Regions from separate parts of the Arachis hypogaea genome. Here region 1 is linked to region 2. Evidence: chromatin contacts called from public Hi-C data. All regions are on one chromosome and are shown on one strand. The core of a region is the stretch at or near the end of the contact, and the rest is flanking DNA. Distances in the headings are between cores, read along the strand shown. Region 1 holds the start of LOC112767131 (probable pectinesterase/pectinesterase inhibitor 61). Region 2 holds the start of LOC140180723.

What was found. A called contact is a pair of places that touch in the nucleus more often than the background predicts.
Region 1: a Hi-C map of an unstated tissue shows a contact between it and region 2, with 3 times the contacts expected there. The contact joins the promoter of LOC112767131 here to the promoter of LOC140180723 in region 2. A contact is called at or near these places in 2 of 8 Hi-C or Micro-C datasets (leaf and an unstated tissue).

What each region holds. Positions count from the first base shown.
Region 1 is chr17:121,422,701-121,430,047 of arahy.Tifrunner.gnm2.J5K5, forward strand. LOC112767131 (probable pectinesterase/pectinesterase inhibitor 61) reads right to left here and starts at 2,229. Exons shown (of 3, transcript XM_025813010.3): 1 at 699-2,229. The coding sequence starts at 1,693. It overlaps LOC140180724, which reads left to right and starts at 3,804. Exons shown (of 1, transcript XM_072222007.1): 1 at 3,804-4,481. The coding sequence starts at 3,804. The coding sequence ends at 4,481.
Region 2 is chr17:121,209,269-121,215,975 of arahy.Tifrunner.gnm2.J5K5, forward strand. LOC140180723 reads right to left here and starts at 4,182. Exons shown (of 2, transcript XM_072222006.1): 1 at 3,989-4,182; 2 at 3,307-3,898. The coding sequence starts at 4,182. The coding sequence ends at 3,307. LOC112764942 reads left to right here. Exons shown (of 13, transcript XM_025810785.3): 13 at 5,370-5,607.

The sequences.
Region 1 (7,347 bases), core at 979-3,478, 210 kb after region 2:
TAGATTCGGAGTTGTTAACATCCAAAGCTAAATAAATCAGTTTTAGTGGATTTTTATTTATTCTTTAACATGCCAAAAATCTATTAATGAGGGATAGATGCTTCCAGGGATTAATTAAAATATTTAATACTAATCCAGTACTCCTGCCTTTAAAAAAAATCACAATCATACACAATATTTGAGTCACATGATTACAGTTGCGAGTAAGTGCATGCATGATCATTAGTCCTCGATAAGTCAATGAAGCCATCACTGCCGTGACCGTGATCCTCCAAAGTCTTTTTCAACAATCACAATCTTACTATAAAGTAATAACCGATGATCACCGTCACTCAAATTTATATGCTACTCTACTCAGTTAATATTAAACTTACTATTATAAACTGAACCAAAACCATTAACAAATAAGCGGTTATTGGAATTAAGAAAGAGAAGCATCAGTAAAAAAGTATATATGATGAGAATCTTTAATAATAATAATAAATAATTATGGTTATTATTAATTACAATTTGAAATGGAAAAAATATAAATAAACAATTTTTAATTAGTCAATTTTTAATCAGTCTAATTTTAAACTATTGTAATTTAAAATATTTTTTAAAATTTATTTATCTCACCTAATTGTATAGTACAGAAAAATAAATATAAAAATAAACCAACCAAAACAAGCAATTAAAAAGATCAGTGAATAATTTACCTTCCTGCCTTTATGTAAATAACAAATCGCCGGCTACCGTACTCCGGCACCTTCTTAATGGCTTCGGCGATGGTCTTGACGGAGCCGTTACCGTCCTTTGAGACGATGACATCCGCCTGTACGGCCGAAACCGGTAAACTCAACAACCTCCTATCTCTTTTACTCAGCCACTTAGGGAAATCCTCCTTCTCCGCCACCTCTTCCTTTCGCATTGCCATCAACCTTCTCCGGTTCTGTATAGGGACACCGGAGAAGTCGTCGCCGGCACCGGAAGCCGAGAATATCGCCAAACAATTACTCACCAGCTCCGACAAGTCCTTCAGGTTGTTCACCATCTGGCTCTTCACGGCGCCGGAGGCGCCTTCCATCCCCTCGGCGCACGTCTCCTGGTTTGTAAGCGCGGCGCTCAGCCACGTGAGCACGTCGTCCGAGGACGATCCAAGCGGTCGTACAGTGCCGCCGGGAGATGCGCCGGAGGGAGAGACTGTAGTGAGAGATCTTGATATGGCGTCCACGGACTCGTCGAGAAGCTCAAGGCAGTCGTCGTATGCGGCACGGGAGCGTGGATCCATGGAGGCGTACACACCGGAGGAGGAAATCGCAGCGGAGATGTAGAGCGCTTTAGTAAAGTGTTGCAGCGTCATGTTGAAGGAAATGTGGACTAAGTCCCGCTCCGTCGCCGCCGTGGATCCCGGAAAATCGAGAAGCGAGTTAACGCAAAGGTCCGGGAACCTTGTCCTGCTGCAGGTGCGTGAGATGGCCTGCGTCGGTTTGCCAGCGAGCGTAGGTTCCTTTAATCGTCCGTCGTCGGTGGAAGCGCGAGATCGGACGACGGTAACAAGTACGGCGGAGATGGCAGAAGCGACAATGAGAACAATAGCAAGAAGCGAGAAGAGTATAATTTTGGTGTTGGCAGTTGTAGAGGATCTCGGCCTATTAACCGGAGTTTCATCGGCACGAGATAAGTCAGTAGGACCAAGCCTTCCGTACTCCATTGTATAGAAAGTGTTTGTGATAATGCCAGAGAGAAAGAGAAAGTGAAAGTTATTTGTGATGGTGATGATGAGAAATAAGCAAAACGGTGCGGTTTATATAAATGACGGTGGTTAAGTGGGTTTGAGTGAGTGAGAGGAAGCTAAGTGTGTTTGGTTGGTGCGAAGTCGATGTCGCGGGAATTAGCTGGCTGCTACTTGAAGCACTGCTGCCCACTGGATATGAGTGGAAATCAAACAAGGGGGGTTTTCTACTTTCAAGCTTCTATTCCTTTCCCACACTTCTAATAAGTGTTCTCTGTCTTCTTCTGATCTGTTTCCCCCTCTCTTATTATTGTTATTGTCTTAATTAATCCGTTCTCAATCTTGATTAATATATTAGTAGCTTCATTTTGCAAGAAAAACGACGGACATACATACATATGCATCTGCACATGATTGGAGCAAGACTCAAATTCGTAATTTAAGTACGAAAAGATTATATTTTTTGAGTCATAATTTGTTGTGAAGATATTCATCTTAAGTTAAGTTAATTAATAATTATTATTTTTGAAAATTGTTACATATATACTATTTTATATATCTCTCTTGTATATTTTTATTTTTAATAAAAAAGTTATTAAAAATGAAACAAATATAAAAAAATATAAAATTATATATATAAATAATAGTGTAAATATTATTTTTCTTTATTCCACTAACTACTTCTCCAAGTGAATTCTATTATTTAAAGTTATCCACAAAATTGATTATACCGTCCAATTATATATGTGATTATTATAATTTTCTTAAAGCTGTACTTATCATGCATCCTCATTAATAAGAAGTACGTGCATATATAAAGAAAATACGTGTTCTTTCACCCCGTTATAACACAATAAGGTGCGTGTGGTTGTGCCTCATCACATGCAATGCTGCACCTGCTTTCAATTTTGAAGTTTAAATTTAGTTACAAAATACTCTCACGCTCTGATTAAAGTATTAAACTGTCTAAACCAGATTCGCTTTCTTCGGTTCATTCCACTTTCAATAACTGTTTTCTCAATAAAAATAAAAATGTTAAAATGCCCGTGCTATATAGATAATTTGTTGTCACTTTTGATGTGTCTTTGCTTATACATTTAATTTTGGCATAATTTTGAGTAAGTAGCCTTGTTGAGAAAAATATAAAATAAAATAAATTAGAACCATGGCAACATAATAAATACTCTAACCAGTAACCCGACAATATTTAAGTCAACCGCTTGCGAAGGAAAGCAACCAACAAAACAACAACTGCAGTCTATTGATTTTAAGGTTTGCAACATAGTATAATTTAGTATTAAATTATCAATCATTGTATTTCCCAATTTTCAGTAATTTTTTTTCAGAGTTCGACATATATAACAATCTACTATTAGAAGAAAAAATTTATATAGAATCAGAAGAAAAAAAAATTATTTACATATAGAAATATTTTTTATTCAAATTAAAAACAAGTTTAAATATGACAATTATATAAGTAATATATTGTATAAAATTATAGTTATATATGATTATATATATGTAACGTGATATAATTGGTTGCTGCTGTTAGTATTAGTAGACTTAGAATTAGTTAGTTACTGCTGTTAGCATTAGTCAGTTAGAATTGCCAGCTAGCAAAGTTAGTTAGGCAGATTAAGTTAATTAGCTCTTATGTAACTATATAAAGATAAGCATGTGATGCAGAAACTGATGATGAATAAACACAACTTTCATCTTCTCCAATTTTCTCTTTCTCCAAATTTCAATTCACTAACAGCTTCTTCTTCACTGGACCTCCCTCCTCTGTTTATCTCTCTCTCTCTCTCACTCCTTTCTCCAAGTTCTTCACCCTTCACCTTTGGACTCACCTGACAGAGATTGATGAGAGTTCGAATCTCTCCAAGTACGAAATTTCACATGGTGCGGTGAGCGTGGAAAAGAGATTGCAACTCCGATCAACGAGACCAAGGGTGAAAGATCTGAATCTGAAATCAAACCGGATTCATCGATTACCTTCCTTTTTCTTGCTTTTCGCTTGGAAGCTGTTAAAACCTAATTCTTTTCAATTTCTCAATTTCTTGAATCTACATCAATTGCTCAATCGACGATGACAACTGATCAATCGACGATGACAACTGCTGCGAATCCAGCCTTTCCTATGGACGCACAATCAATTGCAAATTTTCTGAATCAGATCTCTGCGATTCAAGCTCATGTGGCAAGAACTACTGTGATTCCGATGCAAGATCCAGCGAGCCCCTATTTCATCCATCCGAGTGAAAGTCCGGGTAATCCTCTCATACCTGTTAAATTGAATGCAAGCAATTATAGTTCATGGAGCCGAGGCATGCTTTTAGCTCTGAAATCAAAGAACAAGTTAAAATTCATCGATGGATCCATTGTGAAACCGGATGAACTCGATCCACTGTTTGAAGCCTGGGAAAAGTGCAACACCTATCTGGTGTCATGGATAACTGTATCCCTCAGTCCAGAAATCTCAGGAAGTGTAATTTGGAACAACAACGCCTCAGACTTGTGGAAAGAACTGAAACGGAGGTACTATCAAGGTGACAAGTTCAGAGTTGCTGAGTTGCAAGAAGAGCTCTTCCAACTCAGGCAAGGAGATGCCACTATAACTGCTTACTACACGAAGCTACAATCAATTTGGGAAGACTTGAACAATTTCAGGCCAATTCCAGAGTGCACTCATTGTGAACAATCGTGCACATGTGGACTGAGTGTGATGCGAGAATTCAGAAGAGAGGATTACACAACAAGATTTTAAGAGGTCTCAATGACCAGTATACTGCTGTCAGATCGCAACTGATGTTGATGACTCCCATGCCTGATATAGACACTGCCTTCTCCATGTTGACACAACAGGAAAGACAATTCAATGATTGTCAAGATTCAAAGATCTTCTTTAACAAAGCAATACCTCCTTATCAACCAACTGATGACAGAAATAGAGGGAGAGGCAGAGGCAGAGAAAGACACCAAGGCAATGGTAGAGGCAGAGGTACCAGAATGCAATGCACATTCTGTGACAAATCAGGACACACCATTGATACATGCTACAAAAAGCATGGCTTGCCACCACATCTAAGGCAACGACAAACTGACAGCATCAATTTCACCACTGCTGAACCACATGCTGAGAAGAGAAATGATAATCTCAGCCAAGTCAGTCTGGGCAATTGCCATAAGGAAGCTAGTAAGGAGCCGAGTTATGATCTCAATTCACTCCAAAAGGAAGCAATTATCAAGCTTCTCAAAGGACAAGAGGCTCAACAGCAACCTCAAGTCACAACCCAGGTTCAGCACCCTCCAAATGCTACTTCCATGAATCAAGGTAAAATTGTTGTTTTAAAATATAGTAGCAATATTTCATCCTTTGTTACTGCAAAATCCCCCCTCTGGGTCATAGACACAGGGGCCACTGATCATGTCACTTTTGACATGAATGACTATTATTCACACTGCCAAATAAAGCCTATAATTGTTAGAATGCCTGATGGCAGCCACACAACAAGTAGCATCATTGGCACCATTAGATTTTCTAATCAATTATTTCTTTCAAATGTGCTATTCATCCCAACTTTTGAATTCAAATTGATTTCTGTTTCAAAACTGACTGATGGATTGAAGTGTCAAATGTTAATTGATGATAAAATCTGTGAGATTCAGGACCAAGCTACTTCGAAGAGGATTGGAGTAGCTAAATGTGCTGACGGTCTCTATACAATGGATAGCCAACCTTTGAATTCTGTTTCTGCAACACACAATAATCATAGCATGCATAATTCAGCAAAGCTGCCGCTCACTTTCATAGCATCACTTTTCACCAATAATGGCACTGCAACTTGCACAGCATCATCAGTTCAAATAAATGCTCTATGGCATTCTAGATTAGGTCATATCCCTCAAAATAGATTGCATGTGATGCAGAAAACTCATCCCTTCATTGATTGTAATGAGCAAATAAACCCATGTAACTCATGTCATTTAGCAAAGCAAAAACGCTTACCTTTCTCTTATAGCAATTATGAATCTGATGCTTGTTTTGATTTGCTGCATCTTGATATTTGGGGACCAATTTCAGTCCCCTCCATTAATGCTCACAAATATTTTTTGACCATAGTTGATGATAAAAGCAGATACACCTGGATTTTTTGTATGAAAGCAAAGTCAAAAACTTCAGACTTGGTTAAAAAATTTATAAAATTTGTTCAAACTCAATTCAATCGCATTGTCAAGTGTCTAAGAACGGACAATGGTCCTGAGTTCACTATGCACTCATTTTATGCATCACAAGGCATTGTACACCACACTTCATGCGTTGAAACTCCACAGCAAAATGGGATAGTGGAAAGAAAATACCAACATGTTTTGGGGGTGGCTAGAGCATTGCTATTCCACTCATCTATGCCTAAATATTTTTGGAATTTTGCTATAAAGCATGTTGTGCATATCATCGATATATTGCCAAGCCAATTTCTCAACGACAAATCACCTTTTGAACTTCTTTTCAACCAAACACCTAATCTGTCCAATTTAAAGGTTTTTGGGTGTCTCGCCTATGCATCAAATCTTTTAAATGGAAGAACTAAATTGGACCCGAGAGCACAAAAATGTGCTTTTCTCGGTTTTAAAGAAGGAACGAAAGGATTCACACTCATTGATGTGAAAACCAAGAGAATTTTCACATCTAGAGATGTCATTTTCTATGAAAATCACTTTCCATATTGTTCCCATGATGATTCTAATTTGCATAATTACAATAAAATTTCACAGCAAAATTACAACGTTGATCCATTCACTTATGATTCTCACTACACTGACTCATTTGCTCCTAGTTCGCATCAACCACACATGACTCAAACTCATGTTCCACCTACACATCATCAAAACCATCAAAATCTTCAACCACCATCAAATTTGCATTCTGAATTTGTTGATCACACCCTAAATGAACCTGCACGTTCAGCACACACTGTTGAACAAACAGAGAATCTCACATCACATGCATCACATGCATCACATCAAAATCCATAGCCACTTGAACTTAGAAAATCTACAAGAATTAAAAGGTTGCCAGCCTATCTCAAAGACTATCATTGTAAAGTGAACAATTCAGTTTCTGGTTCCACTCATCCTCTTTGTAGGTATCCTATTTCGTAGCATATTTCCTATGATGCACTCAATCCAAAACACAAGGTTTTTTCTTTGACTGTTTCTACAAACGTTGTACCTAGTAACTATGAGGAAGCTGCTGCTCACCCTTGTTGGAGAGAAGCTATACAAAGCGAACTTGAGGCTCTGAAGAAAAATCAAACTTGGCAAATCACAACACTCTCTCATGGCAAGAAAGTTATAGGCTGCAAGTGGGTATTCAGGATTAAATTCCTCCCTGACGGAACCATCGAAAGATACAAAGCCAGGTTGGTTGCAAAGGGCTTCACACAAATTGAGGGTGTCGACTTCATTGACACATTTAGCCCAGTAGTTTGAATGTCAACTTTGAGAGTGGTTTTGGCCTTGGCCGCTGCAAAACAATGGCACATCAAGCAGTTGGACGTGAATACTGCTTTCTTGCACGGTGACCTACATGAGGAGGTCTATATGAGGCTTCCGCCAGGGCTTCAACAATC
Region 2 (6,707 bases), core at 2,932-5,431:
ACATCCTAATTCAACATTCAACAATAAAATACAAAGCCAAATAAAAAGTAACAAAGAAAATTTTTATAAAAGAAATTTGTATTAATAAAATTAGTTAAAAGTTTTATATGAACAATGAATACTAAAAATTTCATAAAAAAGACAACAATATGTATTGGAGAGTATTAAAGAAAAAAAATTCAAAAAAAAAAAAAAATTAACAACACACATAATATGAATAAAAAATATATATAAAAAATTGATAAGAAATAAAAATTTAGCATAAAGAACTAAAAATAATATCATAAAAAAATTAAAATATTTACTTGTAAAGCAAACTCATAAAAAAAAATCAAATATGAGAATTTTGATGATTAATTTGTTGTGTCTCTTCTTACATATGAGAATAAAAGTTAAAGTTGGCAGAAAAATAAATTTCTTCAATCACTTTTTCAATTGTAACTATTTAATGCAAAATTTATAATTTATTGCTTCACGTAATTGGAACTTGAAACATAGAATCACATTTGTGATTAAAAAAATAGTCCCAAAAAAAAATAGTCAAACAAAAAGTACTGAATCAGAGGCTTTTTTTTTCTCAAAAGTAATAGGTTATATTTCATTAATTATTGAAAAATGAAATATAAAGATGTCTAAAAATAGGACAGCATAATAAAATGTGGGAATTTTCTAAAACACCACACTGAAAATATTCATCCAACGGTGCATGGTCGAAAAACGAAGAAAAATCTTAAAGAAGAAAGAATGATAAATCAAATTGAATGAAACTAAGAGTTTGCCTCATAGAGATGACGACCTAAACTGGGAGTTCTTTGGATTTCGCGGAACAACTTGACAGAGCTTGCTAGAATGACAGACGACATTGAAGTAGAACCTTAAAAAATTAATTGGTTGCGAGCTTTCCAGCAGTTCCAGCAAACGATGGCAAGCAATTGGGGATTACGGTCAGCATTCTTCAACGGGTTAAGCATTTCTGTTGATGCAGTCCACCATGTCCAAAAGTCGTTAGGACTATGAGGGGGAAGACAGTCACGAAGATAACTCTGAGACCATACATCTTTAATTCTAGAGCAGTCGATCAAACAATGAGTGACTGTTTCTGTTGCTTCATGACAGCAGGGGCATATTGGTGATATAGATGGGATGCAGTGATGAATCTGAGCAAGCACCAGAAGCCAGCCATAGAGAGCTTTCCAGATAAATAGCTTAATTTTGTGAGGTAAGTTCAACTTCCATAGATCAATCCACAGCTTTTTCTGCTGCATATAATTAGGGCAAAGCTCCAGAGGCAGATGGTAAAATAAATAGCCAATTCGGTAATCTGAAGTTGTATCATATTACTTGGATTTGTTCAAATCCCATTGCAATTTGTTCCTACTCTGCTGAATTTTAACTGAAAAAATCCTGTTTGCAACGTCTTGGGGAAATAACTCTTGAATGAGATTCTGATTCCAATTCCTATCTTCAGTAATTAGATCTTTAACTCTTGGAACCAACTTAGAAATAGCCTGTCTGTTTGGCATGTTAGAAATCATTAAAGGGTACGGAGGAGGCAGCCAAAGATCTTCAAATGTTCGGATATTCTCTCTAGTACCCACAGCCCAATTAAGACCTTTTTTAACAATCTTTCGGCCTTCCAATATGCTCTTCCATCCCCAAGAAGGTAAGACTCCGATTTCTACTGTTATAGCATTACCATTGCTAAAGTATTTACCTCTTAGGATTTTGGATAATAGGGAAGAAGGTTGTGTTACGAGTCGCTAAAACTGTTTAATTACCTAAAAGCGCTAGATTTTGGATTCTGAGATCTTTAAATCCAAGGCCTCCTTCTCTTCGTGGGCGAGTCATAGTGTCCCAGCTAATCCAAGTCATCCGTCTTTCAGAACCTTTTTGTCCCCACTAGAACTGAGAAAGTATAGAGTGAATTTCCGAAATTAAACCATCAGGCAACTTGAAGCAAGACAGTGTATAAATAGGAATAGTTTCTCCCACTGCCTTAATCCATACCTGTCTACCACCTGACGATAGAAGATTGCGCTTCCACCCTTGGATTATTTTCCGAACCTTCTCTTTGATCATACTAAAAGAAGCCTTTTTCGATTTAGAGATTGTAGAAGGCAAACCAATGTATCTATCCTGAGCCCCAATATGATAAATATTCATAGAGTTAGCCAGTAGTGTACGAGTAGTGGAGGGAGTGTTGTGGCTTAAGAATACAGCAAATTTATTAAGATTTACCCTCTGGCCACTGATGCTTTCATAAGAATTCAATAAATGCAGGATGTTTGAACATGCTTCAGGATTAGCCTTACAGAATAAGATGGAATCATCAGCAAAGAGGAGGTGGTTGACCTTGAGACATCGTCTATGTATCTGAAAATCTTGAATTAGTCTATTTTGTTCTGTCTTGTGTAGCAAGAAGGAGAGACCTTCTACACAGAAAAGAAAAAGATAGGGAGATAGAGGATCTCCTTGTCAAATACCTCTATTTGGTTTGAAGAAACCATAGGGTTGTCCTTCCACAATGACAGAATAAGAAACAGTTGTCACTAATTCTCGAATCCACATGATCCACCGGGAGTCAAAACCAGACTTCTCCAATATAAACCAAAGAAAGTGCCATTCCACCCTATCATATGCCTTACTCATATATAATTTTAGCGCCATTTCATTTTTGAGTCCCCTTTTTTTGTTCTTCAAGTAATGCATACACTCGTGAGCAATTAGGATATTATTAGAGATTAATCTGCCTTTAATAAAAGCACTCTGCGTATGGCTAATTAGTCTATTCATCATACCCTGAAGTCTATGTACAAGTACTTTAGAGATAATCTTGTAAAAGACTGAGGATAGGCTTATTGGTATTACCTGAGTCATATCTTTAGTATTAGAAATCTTGGGAATAAAACAGATCTGAGTGTGGTTAAAACCCTTCAAAATTCTGCCCCTTAAAAAGAAACTCTTAACTGCTCAAAACACATTACCACTAAGTATGTTCCAGAAGCTTTGAAAAAATTTTGCTGTCATACCATCATCTCCTGGAGCACTTTGAGGATGAATGCTAAATGTTGCACGTTTCACTTCCTCCATAGTCATTGGTCTTTGAAGACTACGGTTCATATGAGCTGTAACCTTAGGTTCAAAATCAGTAAATAGAGATTCGGGGTTCTCATGACAAGTGGAGGAGAAGATGTCCTTGAAATACGATTCAGCCACAGAAGCAATACCAGCATTTGAGGTAGCCACTTCACCATCACTGCCAGATAGTTGCCAAATTTTATTCCTTCGGGTTCGATTTCTAAATTTCTATTGGAAGAAAGCTGTATTTTGATCACCAGATTTGAGCCATTTGACTCTAGACTTATCTTTCCAATAAGATTCCTCATTTTGCAACGCTTTTTCAAGTTTGTCCTCTATTTCGGAAATGATGTCACCTCCATGAATTCCTGCTAAATGAAGTTCCTCTAATTCAGACTGTAGTAAATCAATCTCCACCTTCAAATTAGATTTGTGTTCTTGTTGCCATCTGACAATCTTATGCCGACAACGCTTTATTTTTTGAGCTAGGATATACATGGCTGAACCATCAATCTGTTCGTGCCAAACCTCTCTAACAATCTGCCTTATTTCATCATTGGAACACCATCTTTCTTGAAATTTGAATTGCCGTTTAGATCTCTCAGTTCTCGGATTAGAGTCTAAGAGAAGAGGGGAGTGATTCGACCCTGATTCTGATAGTCTAAGAACCGTTGCATTGGGATAGAGTTGCTGCCAATCAACTCCTACAAGGAATCGGTCCAGTCTTTCTTGTATCCACTCATCACTACTCCGTCTATTCGACCAAGTAAATGGTCTTCCGACCATACCAATATCAATTTGGGAATTATCATCAATAAAACTGTTAAAGGTTTCAATAGAAGAAGAAGATTTAACACCCCCACCTGCTTTCTCCACTTGATTAGAAATGGCATTAAAATCACCCATTAACACAACCTTACCATTGAACTGTTGGACGACTGAAGTTAATTCAGCAAATTGAGCTATTCTATGTTGATCATTTGAACTGAGATAAACACCTAGAATACGATAGGGATCATTAGAACCAGCTGTCAGAACTGATGCCGCAATGAAAAATCTACCATGCTGTAAAATCTGAACAGTGCAACTATCCCTCCATGCCATTGCCAACCCCCTAATAATCCATCTGGATCCGCAATAAACCATTCCTTAAAACCACAAGATCTTAGTTTTCCTTCAACTTGTTGAGATTGGTTTTTTGTTTCACAGATAAAACCAACCTCGAGGGAGTAGGATTTGTAAATCCCTTTAAGATTGTGGATTGTCAAGGGTCTCCCCAAACCCCGACAATTCCATGAGAGCAGCTTCATATTTCTTTGGGTGCCACTTGAAGGCTAGCACCCTCCACCGTCATAGCGTTAGAGGCGAAATCCTTGAGATAGATTCTCTTGAACAACCAAGGCGAACCCCTCTCAATTCGAGTCACATCAGAGTCATTCTCAAAGAAAACTTGAAACCGGTTCTTGGATTTTTTGACTACTCTGAATCCTTCTGGTTTATTCCATATTACCTAGAGAGCTCCTTCCATGATACCTACGGAAAAGATCTGAGAAAATCCTTCCAGACAGGCTCTGTGTATAGGCTTGAATTCCTTCAGAAACATCTTCATAAGCTAAAACGATCAAATCATCCTCCTGATCACTATCAATTATATGGGGGTTTTGAGTCTTTGATTTGTTGCACATGGTGTAGAGAAAATCAGGAATGGTATTTGATGATTCCAGAGTGAAATAAGATATATGGAATGAGTGAATTAGAAAACGGAGTGAATTAAAAGAGAAATCTAGCATAGGAATGAATTGGGAGAGAAAACGAAAATTAAGGAACAAGTGGGGGTGAATTAAAAACAGGAAAAAAATTAAGAGAAGAAAGTAGAAGAAGATGGAAAAGACTTTAACGAAGAAAAGAAAAAAAAATGTGTAACCATGGAGGCTGCGCAGTAAAATCCTAGCAGAGCGTGGACGATTCCATAGGGTGCTAGATAAGGAGTACGTACTCCCGCTTCAAGACTTTTTAGTGAAATCAGAGACTTAGTTATAACTTCACTCTTAATACACATAATTAAATATTAAATATCTAAAATTTAGTGAATAATAAATTCATTATATTACCTTATTTTTGTAAGAATATGAATATCAAGTTATAAACACCTTAGAACTGAATAAATATAACAACTTTTTAAACCTAATTCAAAGCATATCTTTTCACGAAAAATAAATAAATACAAATACTTTTTTTCACAAATCGAACATGGTAACTTTTATTTACCAATTTATTTATGTGGTTCACAGGCAACAGCGCAACACTCTCGTGAGATGGCTCATGTCTCAGTCTCACATACTCATTAGCAGAGTTTTTCTAGCATTTTTTTAATAGTTAAAAATTGCAAAAGTCATCGAGTAATTGTAATCTGTTGAAGATTTTATAAGTGCTTTGATATGATTTTGCATGTAATGTTAACTATTAAAAAATCCAAATCATAGCTATATGTACGTTGAAATCATATGCATTACTTTTCTTGTTTTGTGCTCCTTTTTTTAGTTATGCATGAATTATGAAACACATAAGTTTTGACATTTTGGGCTTAAATAATTATTTTTTAGTTGTTACTTAATCTATGAGATTATTTGAACTATTGAAGCTATGATCAAGCATTTAAATTAGCCAACAATTATCCCTTACGGTTAATATATAATACTCTATTAGGATTTTTCTTAATAGAGTCCAAAACACAGTTGATCTCACATTGACCATAAAAAATACATCAATTTAGTGGTGCTTTCTATAGGGAGTCATGGCTGAACAGGGAGGTAAAAAGAATGTTGGAAGGGATGAGTTTGAGGGAGAAGAAGATGAAGAAGTTATTTTCTTTGATGAAAAGGAGGTAGAAAAAAGTCTTTAGAATTGTACTAAAAGTTTGATTGACAGAATTTTGGCTGATAGATCGTTTAGCCTAGGTACGATGGACGGAGCATTGAAAACCATCTGATCTCAACTAGTTGGGTTTAAAGTATTAGAGTTTGGAGGAAATTTGTTCCAATTTTTTTTGTAAAGGAGACTGATATATTAAGGGTAGAAAACGAGCACTATGACTGTTTAATAATTATGTCATTAATCTTAAACGCTAGTTGGAGGACTTTAATGAAGCAAATGACACTCTGTTTCTGGTCCCGATATGGGTATAATTATGGGCAGTGACGGATCCAGAAATTTTAATATGGAGGGGCCGAATTTTAAATGATTTTTTTCATTCCATAAAAATAATTAACATATAGTTATTAGAGTTAGTTTTTTAAAAGATTTATCAAAATATATATGTTCTTGTATGGATACCTGAAGGAAAAGCTCGGTCTCTGGGAGTCGATGCTGAGTTGTTTATCTTCGGCGCCGACCTTTGAGCTTGGTAATCCGAGCTTTGCTCCAAGGAGATGTCCAATTTCTCAGAGTGTGAGCAAGGAACAAGGGGGGAGTGTACCTGCAAAGGCACTCCAAAATTTAAGTTAGTATTGAGAATTCAATGTGTCCTCTTTAAGAGAAGATGTTGTACCTTTATATGCCGAGTAAAATAAGTCAGTTATGCTTTTGTTTTATTGTCTGAATTGAAGAATAATAATAAGGCTTAATGGGTG